Linked DNA regions of Mus musculus: region 1 is linked to region 2. The links are chromatin contacts, called in public promoter capture Hi-C maps. All regions are on one chromosome and are shown on one strand. The core of a region is the stretch at or near the end of the contact, and the rest is flanking DNA. Distances in the headings are between cores, read along the strand shown. Region 1 holds the start of Ube2a (ubiquitin-conjugating enzyme E2A). Region 2 overlaps Slc25a43 (solute carrier family 25, member 43).

The links. Promoter capture Hi-C pulls out the DNA fragments that hold promoters and counts their contacts.
Region 1: a contact with region 2 is called in a promoter capture Hi-C map of embryonic stem cells. The contact joins the promoter of Ube2a here to the enhancer-like site in region 2. A contact is called at or near these places in 7 of 39 promoter capture datasets (the C10 cell line, cranial neural crest, embryonic stem cells and 3 more), 1 of 15 datasets of contacts at CTCF or cohesin (embryonic stem cells), 13 of 484 Hi-C or Micro-C datasets (differentiating embryonic stem cells, embryonic stem cells and erythroblasts), 2 of 115 datasets of contacts at active chromatin or transcription factors (both in embryonic stem cells) and 3 of 9 other capture datasets (adipose tissue, embryonic stem cells and liver).

Annotation. Positions count from the first base shown.
Region 1 is chrX:36,869,842-36,876,670 of GRCm38.p6, reverse strand. It overlaps Ube2a (ubiquitin-conjugating enzyme E2A), which reads right to left and starts at 2,376. Exons shown (of 6, transcript NM_019668.4): 1 at 2,142-2,376; 2 at 1,880-1,960; 3 at 1,479-1,504. The coding sequence starts at 2,185.
Region 2 is chrX:36,761,671-36,768,918 of GRCm38.p6, reverse strand. All of the region lies in intron 3 of Slc25a43 (solute carrier family 25, member 43), which reads right to left. Among named protein-coding and RNA genes, the nearest start is that of Gm23613, 11 kb to the left of the region's middle. Within about 2 kb of position 5,073, at least 36 of the 459 cell types and tissues checked have an H3K27ac peak or open chromatin away from gene starts, as enhancers often do. A contact at or near this core is called in differentiating embryonic stem cells, embryonic stem cells and liver, where this site is marked.

The sequences.
Region 1 (6,829 bases), core at 1,127-3,626, 110 kb before region 2:
AAACAAACAACAACAACAAAAAAAACAAAAGATATTGCCAAAAAGGTAATGGGACTTGGGTAAGAGTTTACAGGGACTCATTAATAGTATTTATTTCAACTGCACAGGAATCTGTAATTATGTCAAATTAGAGTGGGGAAGGCTTTTCCTTGTTGTTTTATTTTTAAGACAAGGATAACTCTGACTGGCCTGAAATTACAGTAGACTAGACTAGTCTCAAACTCATGGAGTCTTGCCTGCCCACTCTGCCATCTAAGTGCAAGAATGAAAGGCATAGGACAGCAAGGCAGCATTCAATAAATATATCAAGTTTTGAAGAGCAGTTATTATGTGTTTAAAAGTTAAAGCCTAGCCGGGTGTGGTGGCGCACGCCTTTGATCCCAGCTACCAAAGGAGAAAGGCAAACAGCAACCTCTCCATATTACCTACAATACTGTTATGCCTGAAAAAAAAATGCTAGTGCAATGGTGGCATAACCAACCAATGTTTGATTTGACTTAAAGCCCACCCCACAAGATGGAAAGCATATCTGATACTAGTTAGATGATCAAGAACCAGAGACTAGCCGGGCAGCGGTGGCACACGCCTTTAATCCCAGCACTCAGGAGGCAGAGGCAGGTAGATTTCTGAGTTCGAGGCCAGCCTGGTCTACAGAGTGAGTTCCAGGACAGCCAGGGCTGTACAGAGAAACCCTGTCTCGAAAAAAACAAAAAACAACAACAACAAAAAAAAGTTAAAGCCTAAATCGTTTGTTATGCACCTCTTGATATAAACTCAACATTCAAGTAGACTGGATACCGGCCAAACGGGGGCTACTGTGAGGCAAATCTCAATTCTGAAACTGCTTTGAGATTATCAGTCAGAGGATCTAACCGGAAACACACACTGTAAATGAATTGAAAACTCAAGGAACAACATTATACTGAAATTAGACATGGAAGAGCATCTCTAAAGAAGTGAGGCTCGTGACCTTAGTGACATTGCTCAAGCCAGGCAGGCAACTGTATGTCAGAGAAGCTTGCATCCATTCAGCACTAAACAAGCCACACACTAAGCACTGCTGAACACACTTCTTGCCCTGGGGATGGAACGCTTTGTGGACCAGATGGTTGCTGGTGAACTGGTTTCCTGCTGCATTATCTCTGTGGGGGCTAAAGTTAGCAAGAAGGCTGCTCAAACCTCCACAACCCTGAATACCAGCGCTGTGGCACTTCTTTTAAAAAGTGACTACTTTCACCCAGGATGGATTAAACGGGGGGGGGGGGAGACGACACAAACGAACGGAAAAAGTGAAGTTTTGATTAAGCCTAGGTCTAGCCAGAACAATCCGCCACACACTGAATTTCACTTGAGCCTTTGGTGGTCAGAGGTGGCAGGGGCAAAGCCGCTTCTTTAAGTGGGGGGCGCTTGCTGATACCCGGGACCCCCTTTCCCCTGAAGAGTAGGCTCCTGAAAGGTGGGCTAAGAAACTCTCTTACCATCCTCAAACGGGGTCCCTTCGGGCCTGCAACACAGAATAAAAACAAAAACAAGAGCCCGTTAGTGCCGGCTCAGAGGGTCCCCGCCTCCCCGCAGCCTCAGAGGCGGCGGCTCTGTCAAGGTTTCCCATCCCTGCCGCCTGGTCCGTCCCGCACCGCTGTCCCGGGTTAGGAAAAGGCGGCGCAGGCCGCCGCAGCCTCCGCTGCCCCTCGCCACCAAGAACCCCAAAGAGTTCCCCTAGCAGAGAGAAGGCAGCTAATCGAGGCAGAGGCTCCGGGGAGGCGCCTAGGCCCAAGCAACCCCAACTCTCTTCCCCTTTCCCCCCATGCGCGGCTCGTCTAGGGGCCGGCCCCGGTCCTCCCTGCCCCGGTCGCCGGCGAGAGCCGGCCCGCAGACTCACCCAAAAATGACCGCATTCCAAACCATTATGTTGTTCTCCGACGGAGCCCCGCTCACTCCGGCCGGAGGATCTTCCTGTAACCTTCAGAAACAGACACACAGCGGCTGCCCTCAGCCCCGCGATTCGCCGCCGGGATCCCCCTCCCCATCACACCCGGAGCCGCTCCGCTTCGGGCTCCGCCCTGTGCCCCCCGGCAGGCAGGCAGGCAGGCGGGCAGGCAGGCCGCCCCCTCGAGCGCCTGGCCCTCGCGGACGCGGGTTACCTCTTGAAGTCCCTCATGAGGCGGCGCCGGGCCGGGGTCGACATGGCTTTAGCGGGCTCAGCAGTCGGGCATATACCAGGGTCCGCGGTCCCCGAGGAAGCCGAGGAAGCCGGAGAAGCCGAGGAGGCGCCGAGAGGGACGGCACTGCCGCTCCGGAGCCGAGGGTCGGTCTGGCGCCGGCTAAGCACCACCCCAGAGTAGACGGGGGCCGAACCAACCTGGGGAGAACGCGCGGGGGGGTGCGGGGAACGCCTTACGCCCGGCGGACCGTACCAAGGCGGCCACGGGGCGGGGAGAGCCAAAGTTGACCTGTCAATCACGTCCCACCTGAGAGCCCTGGCCCTGGACCTAAGGGAGGAGGTGGCCAAGTTCCCTGGGGGAAAAGGCTAGGCGGGAAGCAAAGGAAACCTTCAAGTCCCGGTGATTTAACAGGGAGCAGCGCGGGCCCCACTTGCTGACTTGAAGAGGAACCCCTGCGAAGTTTTCTTTTTATAGGTACTTACTTTTTTTCGGGAAGGAGGGGCTCTTTTTCTATCTTTTTTCCCCCTCTGTTGAGACAGAGTCTCCTATAGGCCAGAGAACCTCGAACTCACTGTGTCGTTGAGCATGATTTTGAACTCCTGACTCTCCTGCTTTCACCTCCCAAATGCTGGGATTACAAGAGTGCACCACCATGCCAGTCTTTTAATTACTTCTTGTTTTGTTATTGGTTCCCCCTTCTTCCTCCACTTATTTGTTGATTGATTGATTGGCTGATTGATTGTAGGGTTGGTCTCTTGTAGTATCTAATGTAACACAGGCTAACTCAGACTCACTGTGAATCCCAGAGGCTGGACTTGGAGGTCACCTCAGCCTGCCAGGAATATGTCTTTAACCTTTCTTCTGTTTTGACAAAGAATGAATTATTAAACTGCCAACTACTGTTTAGGGTCGGGGAAAGAGGCGAGAAGATTAGTTGAAAGAAAAGAGTGGAGGAAAGACTTGGCACAGGCAAAGCAGTTCTCCAAAGGCAAGGATGTTAGGGTCACAGTCCTGTAGACACGAGAGGCTGGGGTAACTGCTTAAAGTCATGGGGAAAGTAATATAAATAAATAAATAAATAAATAAATAGCTCTTGAGTATGAAAATGGACTTTGGGTCCATCTTCTTTGAGATGAGGGTGCACAATTCAAACCCAACTTTTAACCCTAGGACTGAATGAAATGATGTTGGGGGGCAGTGGCAGAAATGAGAGCTTCGCCGTGGTGGCGCACGCCTTTAATCCCAGCACTCGGGAGGCAGAGGCAGGCGGATTTCTGAGTTCGAGGCCAGCCTGGTCTACAAAGTGAGTTCCAGGACAGCCAGGGCTACACAGAGAAACCCTGTGTCGGAAAAAAAAAAAAAGAAAGAAAAGAAAAGAAAGAAAGAAAGAAAAAAAAGAAATGAGAGCTTCTCCCAGGGAAAATAGACTTTTTACAATCTCTATGGGTACTCACAATTTGTCTCTGGAACCACATTTCCCCTTGGTAATTCAGCAAGCCAAGCAGCTAGTTTAGAAGAGTCTGAGGTATGAGCTTATCCAGCTGGAGAGTATTGGAAGGACCGGAGGCGGCAAGGAGAGGCAGGGCGCACAGGAAAAGCTGCAAGTCTCAGGCAAGCCTCCCAGGGAGTATAGGGACCTGCAAAAGCAAGAACAGTTTCAAAGAAGCATTTTCAAAGATCAACCCAAAAGTCACTTAGTGGGCAGACAAGGATGCTGGAAATTATGAGAAAGGCAGGTTTGAGTTAAATCTGGGAGAGTTTTGAATGCCAAGCTAATGGAATCCTTGGAAGGTAGTGGAGGCAGGAAGCGACACCATTAGAGCTGGGCATTCAGAATCTTCTCCCTAGAGAGCAAGAAAGTAGCTGCAGGGCTCTTTTGCTACTGTGGAGGAGAAACACTGTATCAGGCAATCTCACCTCCCAGAGACAAGCGCATCCTTTACCATGGGAACTACTACAGCTTCAGTCTTCAACAGAGATTTTCTTTCCCATTAAATCCTGCTCACATTTTGAAATCAATCTCTCTCTCTCTCTCTCTCTCTCTCTCTCTCTCTCTCTCTCTCTCGGAGAGCCCAGTCTTCTATAGTCATCAGAGAAAAGGAGGGGGGTAAATAAAGAGCACTTGGCAATAGATTGAATGTGGTGGCAAGAATGATGCTTTAAACCCTGAGAGCAGTGGGGCTTTGAAGTGGCCGTTAACAGAACTAGGCATAAAGGGTGAAGGGACACATCTGGGAGAAGAAATTTTGAGTGGGACTTCCTGAGCTCCTGGGAGTGATGAAACAGCCATGCGAAGATGTCCAGAAGTCATCAGGTGCATAGGAGTAGGAAGCACATACCAACAGTAGTGATTTTCCTAGGTACTTAATGGCAAGTGCCTTCCTGACTAACAATTGTTACCCCCCCATTAACCCCAACATATGAATCCGTTAAAGCAAGTTTCCCTAATAGTGTTGGATTATGGCTGTTGGTGGGAAAAGGTTACCAAACAAATTTCAAATATCCTTTCTCCTCATCTAGGAACACGAAGTCTTCTAGTTCACACATGAAAAGAGCAAAAGCAAGGCCTGCAAAAAGAGCATTTGTTCTCTGTCACTGCTGAACTGATAGCCATGAACTGCAGGTCAAGTCTAGTTCCTTGTGGTCATAGGGCTTGGAGCCCTATTTCACTATTAACTGCCAAACTGGGACCACTCCCAGCTCCCAGAGGCCACCTCCATTCTTTGCTATGTGACCTACTCCCCTTTTCATTGCCAACTGAATATTTCTCTATTATTAGCTCCTTTCCCTACTTTGAACATTTTTCTTCAAGGAGACTGCAATGTACTTTCTCTAACTTCTCTGATTATATCAGACCCAATGTTGATAATCTCTATATCTTAAAAATCCTCTAACTTCAGGTGGTAGTTACTCTTGTCAATTGACTGAAATGCAGTTCAGTACTTGCCTGGTGTGTGTAAGGCTCCATGTCCCATCCCCAGTACCTAAATAAATAAACAAACAAATAAAAGCTACTCAATTTCTTCACTATAAAATCTAGACTAACCATCTAGAGACTGCCGCACCCGGGGATCCATCCCATAATCAGCCTCCAAATGCAAACACCATTGTATACACTAGCAAGATTTTGCTGAAAGGACCCTGATATAGCTGTCTCTTGTGAGGCCATGCCGGTGCCTGGCAAACACTGAAACGGATGCTCACAGTCAGCTATTGGATGGAACACAGGGCCCCCAATGGAGGATCTAGAGAAAGTACCCAAGGAGCTGAAGGGGTCTGCAACCCTATAGGTGGAACAACAATATGAACTAACCAGTACCCCTGAGCTCTTGACTCTAGCTGCATATGTATCAAAAGATGGCCTAGTCGGCCATCAATGGAAAGAGAGGCCCATTGGACACGCAAACTTTATATGCCCCAGTACAGGGGAACACCAGGGCCAAGAAGTGGGAGTGGGTAGGTAGGGGAGTGGGGGGTATGGGGGACTTTGGGATTGCTTTTGAAATGTAAATGAAGAAAATACCTAATTAAAAATTGGAAAAAATCTAAACCAAGCGTTGTCTTAATAACTAGACAAAGCTATGTGCATGCACCAAGGATCAAGAGTCTTTGGGAAGGCTGGCATCATTACAACCCTACCTGCCACAGCAAGAGTGAGATCTATATTAAGTATACGGGAATCCCTCAGTGTTGAGAAACTGCACCACCAAAATACCACTGGTATAATGTGGTCAAGACAAACTTCCTAAAACAAGCCCATTTCGGTTTTGCTGTAAAAGAGACAAAAATCCCATTTCTGAGCAAGTATATGAAGCTAAAGCACAGCCTGAGGAAGTGGGTACGCTGCCTTGCTTACTCAAGGAGTTCATACGTCCACTTGGCTGTTTTTAGCAGGAGGTGAACCAAGGTCTTACTTGATAACCCAAGTTTCTTGGAAAGCACTATGTTGTGTAGCCTTAGTTGGTCTCAGACTCACAGCAGACTTCCTGTTTTAACCTCTTGAGTGCTGAGGTTGCCAGTGTGAACCATCAGACCAAGATTGGGAGAAGTACTTCACAGGAAATAATGAAACATCAGCTTGGAAGATCAAGAGTGACAAAGTTGAGTAAATGCCCTTAAATGCAAGGGTGGGGGTGGAATTTAGGCTCCATGGCCAGCTTTTCTGAGAGTTTGAGCATGAGAGAGAGAGAGCGCGCTACAAACTGTATATTATTAAGAAGCAGCATGCAAGCTAGGCATGGCGAATGGTGTCTTTAAGTCCAGCAATGGGGGCTGGAGAGATGGCTCAGTGGTTTAGAGCACTGACTGCTCTTCCAGAGGTCCTGAGTTCAAATCACAGCAACCACATAGTGGTTCACAACCACCCGTAATGAGATCTGATGCCCTTTTCTGGTGTATCTGAAGACAGCTACAGTATACTTACATATAATAATAAATACATCTTTTTAAAAAATGGGGAGCAATGGGGAGGCTGAGGCAGGAAGAGTGCAAGTTCAAAGCCAACCTGGGTTGCATAGTGAGGTTGGGAAGAAGAGAGAAGTTGTTAGGAGAAATGAAGGAGAAATTATTGACTGGTTATAAGTGTCTGAAAGTAATTACAAGATACAGTAGACATGTTGAAATTTTCTGTGGGCTTGTCTTTTTTTTTTTTTTTTTTGGAAAAGTTC
Region 2 (7,248 bases), core at 3,824-6,323:
CAAGATTTAAGGGCCCTGCCAGATTCAATGCCCATGTCATCACCCCTGTGAGCTCATCTGCACATGGGGACACAGCCATGAGCTTAAGTAACTGACAACTATACGGGGGAAAGTTGATGAAAATAGGTGCTTCATCTCCAACTGCTGCAAGGGTGCAGTGCAGTTAGTCAGTGGCAGTGTCCATAGCCTTCAGATAGCAGAGGCTTCCCAGATAGCTGCTGACCTTTCTCGATGACAGTAGATGTTTTCTGACACCTTTCTTCCCTCTTCCTTAGCGTCACTTGCTCTTTTTGGGGGACAGAGGTGGGAGGTCTTATCTTACCTGCTCTTGGTGTTTAGACAGAGCTTAGCACCAGGTGGCTATTTGGATTCCAAGGTTTTTATTGTGTCAAAGGAACAAGCCAGCTTAGGTCAGGAGAAAAGGGCAGTGAGCTGTGTTCAGTTCAGTTTCATAAGGACCTGGGAAGGTACCTCCCTATCCCTTCCATGCCTGCACTCTAGGGCCAGTCTTGTTTCCCTGAGTAACAACTGCTATCCTCCAAAGTGTTTAGAGCACTGTACACTTTCTAAGAGAACAAAGGTGGGGGCAGTTTTTCTTTCCCTTCACTTTAATAACAAAATTGCCCCCCCCCCCCAAGCCTCTATCTTGCCTAATGGATGTCCAGACATTCACGTGCTCTCACAAAGCATCCTTTACTGCTAAGGCCATGCCACTGACTTGGGCAGAAGTGAGTTCTCAAAGGGACCAGACATCAGGGAGACTGCAACAAAGGCCAGACTCAGTCTCCCTCACCTCTCTGAGAGCTCAGCACTTAACACTGTACGTGCGGACAGGTGAGTGGTCTCTTAGGAAACCATCCTTTTTCTCACTAAGTATAGATGCTGTGCCAACCAGGAGAGACTAAAGTAGGCAGAACCATTAAACTTGGCTAGCATCTTCTACTAGTGGCTGGGACAACAATTTCCTTACTTTCCTGGAGTCTTGGTGCTGTTCCTTCCCGGGCACTAAGGACTTTCTTTCCAGTCCTCTGATCAGCCAGATAAGTCTGTAGCTAACCAAAGGATCGTGGCTGAGGAATGGTTGCTTGGGCAACTTCTTCTTACAGTAGAGCTCATTAAAGCTGCCAATGGGGCTTCCAATGACAGGCTGCTTCCAAGCTCTGGGATACTATAGTTTTCGTGAGATTTTTTTTTCTCCTGCTTTAATTTGAGGTAAACAGCTTCTGGCCAAAACCAGGCTTACTAAAGTCCAAACATTTGTGTTTCCTTCCACTTTCTGTGTTGAAATCCTGACCCCATGTAATGTTTCAGGAGGTGGAGCCTTTGGAAGATAATAAGATCACGAGGCCAGAGCCCTCAGGAATGGGATTAGTGTCCAAACAGACATGTCAGGAGCTGCCCTGCTTCTACGACGGAAGGATACAACAAGAATGTGCCATCTAGAGGCAGGTGGATTTCCGAGTTTGAAGCCAGCCTGGTCTACAGAGTGAGTTCCAGGACAGCCAGTCTATACAGAGAAACTCTGTCTCAGAAAAAAAAAAAAAAAAAAAAAAAAAAAAAGAATATGCCATCTAGGAATAGAAAGTGAGCATTCCCCAGATATCAAATTTGCCTTGACCTTGAACGTCCCAGCCTCCAGAACTATGAGAAATGCGCTTGTATTGCTCAGAAGCCACCTAGCTTACTTGAATGGATGAAGGCTTCTGAGCCTTTGCACATTGTTATTTTTCTCAACGGTTCACACGCTGAAATATTGAGCTGCCAGTTCTCAAGGCCCAGCTTCCGCCATCTCAGCAGAGGCAAAGGAACAAAAGGCTAAGTTAACTAATTACCTAGCATCTAGGAAGGAGCCCTGTACTTCCTGGTGGATAAAGGAAAGCCCGGAGGAAGGAGGGAGCCGACTTTAACATATACTAGCTGTGTGACTTCTGTGCAAGTAGCTTCCCCTTTCTGTGCCTCATTTTCCCACCCATAAGAAATAAGAATCCTGGGCTGGTGAGATGGCTCAGCAGGTAAGAGCACCCGACTGTTCTTCCGAAGGTCCAGAGTTCAAATCCCAGCAACCACATGGTGGCTCACAACCATCTGTAATGAGATCTGACTCCCCCTTCTGGAGTGTCTGAAGACAGCTACAGTGTACTTACATATAATAAATAATAAATCTTAAAAAAAAAGAATCCTAATAGCACCTATTTTGGAGGTTGATAAAGAAGATTAGATGAGTTAAGAATCTGCCTTATCTATATTATCTGACCAACAAAGGGTGGTATGGTTACAATTCCTTAATCTAAGGCAGGCTTTTCCCGTCATTATCTTCTTGCACACATCTTCATGCGTCTAGCTCTGACAAAAGCTTCAGTAACGAACAGCAGTCATGTACACTCCTCCATTTCCTGAAAGCAGTCCCCGAAGGACTATGAACTGGACGGTGGTGTGATTTGTCAGGTGCCTCCAGACCCATGCCCAGTGATGAGAGGTTGGAATGCAGAGAGTACAAATGGAAACAGTGTGGAGGTTTTTCTTTCCCTTTCCTCTTTTCTTGTTTGCCTCAAACACGGCCCCACTAAATTGCCCAGACTAGCTTTGAACTTGCTCTGTAGCCCAGGCAGGTCTGAAAAGTTTGATCCTTCTGTCTCAGCCTCCTGGATGTTGGAATTATAAGCTTTTGACATTGTGCCTAGTTCTAGCTTGTCCTTTTAGCACATTTGCCAATCTTGCCAGTTGACAGCTGTTGGCCATGGGTGGCACAGGACAGGATTGTTATGGTAGGAGACAGTGTATTCTTAGAACAGTACACAAAAGTAGTACTAGGAAACAAGAAGAATTTTCTTTAGGTCAGCGTGCTGGGAAGAGGGCAGACTTGGGTGTTCTTACCTTCAGCTTGTATAGACACAAGAGCACAGACTCAGGGTTCACTCAGTGGCATGATTCAACTCTGTACTCAAAGGGAGGGCTCCTAAACTTGTTTTCAAAATTATTCATTTTAAAACAAGTATCAAGTGCCTGTTATGTGAGACTACATGTTTTAGGGATACACAAAAATATAACATATACTTCCCATGGGCCAAGAGCTTGCAATTTAGAGAAAAGAAACACATTTATAATATAAGGGATCTTGTGACATGCATAAAAGAGTTTTCTAGGGGCTGAGAGATGGCTCAGCAGTTAAGAGCACCGACGGCTCTTCCAGAGGTCCTGAGTTCAATTCCCAGCAACCAGATGGTGGCTCACAGCCATTTGTAATGCCCTCTTCTGATGTGTCTGAGGAGAGCAACGGTGTACTCACATACATAAAATAAATAAATAAATCTTTTTTTTTAAAGAGGGTTGGAGAGATGGCTCAGCAGTTAAGAGCACTGACTGCTCTTCCGAAGGTCCTGAGTTCAAATCCCATCAATCACATGGTGGCTCACAACCACCCATAATGAGATCTGACGCCCTCTTCTGGTCTGTCTAAAGACAGCAACAGTGTACTTATCTATAATAATAAATAAATCTTTTAAAAAAAGAAAAGAGCTTTCTAGGTTGAGTATCCTTTATCTAAAATGATTGGGATAAGAAGTACCTCAAATTTTGAATATTTCTTAATTTTGGAATACTTACATATAAAGAGAGATCTTTGAATGGGAGCAAAGTTTAAAGCATGGAATTCACTTATGTTTCATATATATTTTATTTTACAAAGCATGAAGGTAACTTTATGCTGTTTTATTAAATTTTTATTTTTATTATCATATATTCATATGCATGTGTATATGGTGTGTGTGTGTCTGTGTGATGGTACATGTGTGCTGGGTCTTATGTGTGGAGGTTAGAGGACATCTCAGATGTGGTCCTCAGTTCTGTCTTATTAGATACATAGCATCTCTGTTTACTGCTGTGCAGGTGAGGCCATCTGGGCCACGAGTTTCTGTGGATTCCTTTAATTCTGTCCCCTATCTCAAAAGAGGAGTGCTAGAATTTTAGAGTACACTACTGTCATGCCTAGCTTTATACAGGTTTGAGGAATTCAAACTGAAGCCCTTGTGCGTATGTAATAACCATCTCCCCCACCCCATCGACAGTCTTTCCAGCGTGTCTGTATTTGTTTGCAGTCCTTTACTTGAGATCAGTTGTGGAATCTTCCATCATGTGGATGCTCCAAGTTTCTGACTTTAGAGTATTTTGGTTTTCAGAGTTCCAGAGTAGGGATGCTCAAAACTAAGCAAACGAAGACACTGGCATTGAGGAGACTATTTCTGCTTGGGAAAATAAGATAGCTGCTACCAGGAGGTAGTTTTGGCAGGGAAGGGACAGCAGAGCAATGATGTTGAGATAAAAAAGGGTAAAAGAGGAAAAAATGCTATGGAAGAAAATTGTCAAAGTGAGAGGACCCACGGTGAGGCTAACAGCACCCTTTAAAAGGAGTTACTCACCCACAACTTTTGGGAATACAACGACTGTGCCCATAGACATGGGAGTAGAAGAGGGAGTCAGTGAAAAACAGCATCCACCTTTTCAGAGAAGGTACCCTATAGTTAATTTAGTTTCTTCTTCCCCAGGACTCCCTCTCCAGTGGGCTAGAGTGCCTGCATTGTGGTTCTCAAAGGCTTAAATAGCTGCCTTTATGCATTATCTGAAAATGTGTGCCTTATGGGTGGGAAAAGCCAGCAAACAAAAGCAACAGATACTACTACCAACGTAAGTTCAGTTGAACCTTTACAGAGACAGAAGTGATGCTTAGGCAGAGAGAGGTAGCTGCAGGAACAAAGGCCTGTTGACCAGAATATAAAATACGTTTGGTCTTCAGGGCTTGGGGGAGGGGAACTTCTTCACTATTGCAACTGGATGCTTCAATTGAACAGAGGCCAAAAGAAGGCATGTTGTGCTTTGCCCAGACAGTACTTTTTATTTGCAGCCTTAAAAAAAAAAAAAAAGAAAGAAAGATTTCACATCACAATCTGGATGTAAATTTAGGGGCTCCCTTGAAAACTGGGCTTGCATTTCTAAATGGCAACCATCCTTCTGAGAGGAGACTCTTGCAGTTTAGCTGCAGCCTCCACCAGCTCACTTCACTCTTTTCTGCTACGCATATTTAAATGCTAATCACATTCTGTGAGCAGAGAGTTTAGTTCTCCAGAATGCTTTCAAAAGGCACGATGGCTTAGAATGCATTTAAAGGCTTATTGTTTGGGGCTGAGTGCCCGTTATCTGGGTCTCCCTAGCTCTCCTGTCCATGCTGTTTCTGAATTCTTACAGACATTTGATTCTGCAACTCCCTATACAAAGGGCTTCTATACAGCACGCACAGTGAAGTCGGTGAGGGAAACATGCCAAGCTAATGGGCCGGCCTTTATTCTCTAAAGGTGATAGAGGAGCCACAGTGACAGGGCAAAAGAACATTTGTTCTGCAAGAAACCCATGGACTGAAGTGAGCTCTGATCCGGGAGGCAAACCTGCATGCATGGCCTTTGTCCCAGTTCCGTTGCTCAAAGATGGGCTTGTAATCTACAGTGCCTCAGTTTTCTCATCTCAATAGGCAAGATGGCTCAACAGGTAAAAGTGCTTGCTGCCAAGACTTGACGATCTGAGTTTAAGCTCCAGAACCTGCCCTGCGTGGCGGACAGAGATCTCTGACTCCCGTAAGTTGTCTGACTTCTTTCTGTATGTGCACTGTGACACACACACACACACACACACACACACACACACACACACACACAGGCACTCACACGCAGATATAGTAACAACAGTGCTTACTTTGTGAATTGTTGTAAGGATTGGATGACATAATGAACATCCACTTGGCCCGGTGCCTACTATATCTTCCCACTCAGTACTAATAGTCACGTTTAGAATCACTCATAGAGAACAGTATGTGCTGCACTATGAGCTGATAAGGACTTTGACTGGGAGTCAGGGCAATAAAAAAAAAAAAAAGGACCCATGTAGGAGACTTATGAATGCAGAAGCAAATGAACTTTGGGTTGGTTGGATGAAGGGACGGCAGAGGCAAGCCTAACTTCTGGATGCTTAGCTTGGCTATCTAGGACACTGATGGCCCAGAAAGGGAAAAGTCTAGAAAGACAGTTTTAGGGGAACATGGGTAACTTTGATAGACAGTGGGTTGGAAGTGATCGTGAAGATGTGCTACTCAGCGGTCCAAATCAGCAGGCTGTGAGAACCATGAGCTCAGGACTGAGGAGGGAGGCGGGGGTGAAGACATAGGATGGAGCATTAGAAGCCCCGAGTGGGTTAATGAAGTGACTGTGTATCTGCAAAGCTTGCTCAAGGTGGTATCCATTGCGGTCCGAGTGGAGGCTATTTGAGCAGGCTGGGGCCTCTGTTTATTCACTGACCATGTGTGTTCTGCTCACTGAGCTGTGCCACTTGGATACCACCTTTGTCCTTCATTTTATGCACTTTCAGTTCAAATGCTGACTTGGCCTAATCCTGCTTACCCTGTGAGTTGTGGTGGGGGCAAAGTCCACTGGGGTATAAATCAACAGGACGGCACATGGGTTTGTATTTGGTGAAATGGAGATAACTAATAGGAGCAACAGAGTGGAGGGAGGGTTCGTGGACCTCCTTCCTGATTCTTTCATAAGGCCTACCAGACTCCAGGTCCCATGTTCGAAGCTGTTCCCCAGACTCCCAGCAAAGTGTTCCCAGCCTGCCTCTCCTTCTCTTTCACATACACCTGCCTATGGAACTATTATAGTTCCCCCCCCCCCCATAATTCTTTGGTTCTTAATAGGGCTTATAGATTAATCACATAAAATATTTGTTGTCAACATTTCTTCCATCTTATACTTTCTTGTATTAAATCCTTTCCTTTTCTTCACCCTCCCCACCCCTTTGAGACAGTAGCTCACTGTGTAGGTCTGACTGGCTTTGAACTTGCTATGTAGACAAGGTTACCTTCAAACTCACAAAAATCCACCTGCCTCTGCCTCCCTAAAGGTTATGCCACTATGCCCAGCCTATTGTTTCTTTAATACACTTAGTGCTGCCAGCATCTTCTGGCCCAGGGTCTTAGCCAGGTGGAGATGCAGATAGAAGGGCCAGGCTGTATCCAGAGGAGCTGGAGTTAAAATGTACAGACACGTGGAAAAGGAGATTTCAGGCAGGGTGGCATTAGGGTCCGTGAAAGCACACAAGGTAGAGGCATTTCATTCCACATACAACTGACCCTTCTCCCCGAGAAACATTCTCTCAAAACATGCGCATGCATAAATTATTTACCTCTCCATCCTCTAGCAGGGCCAA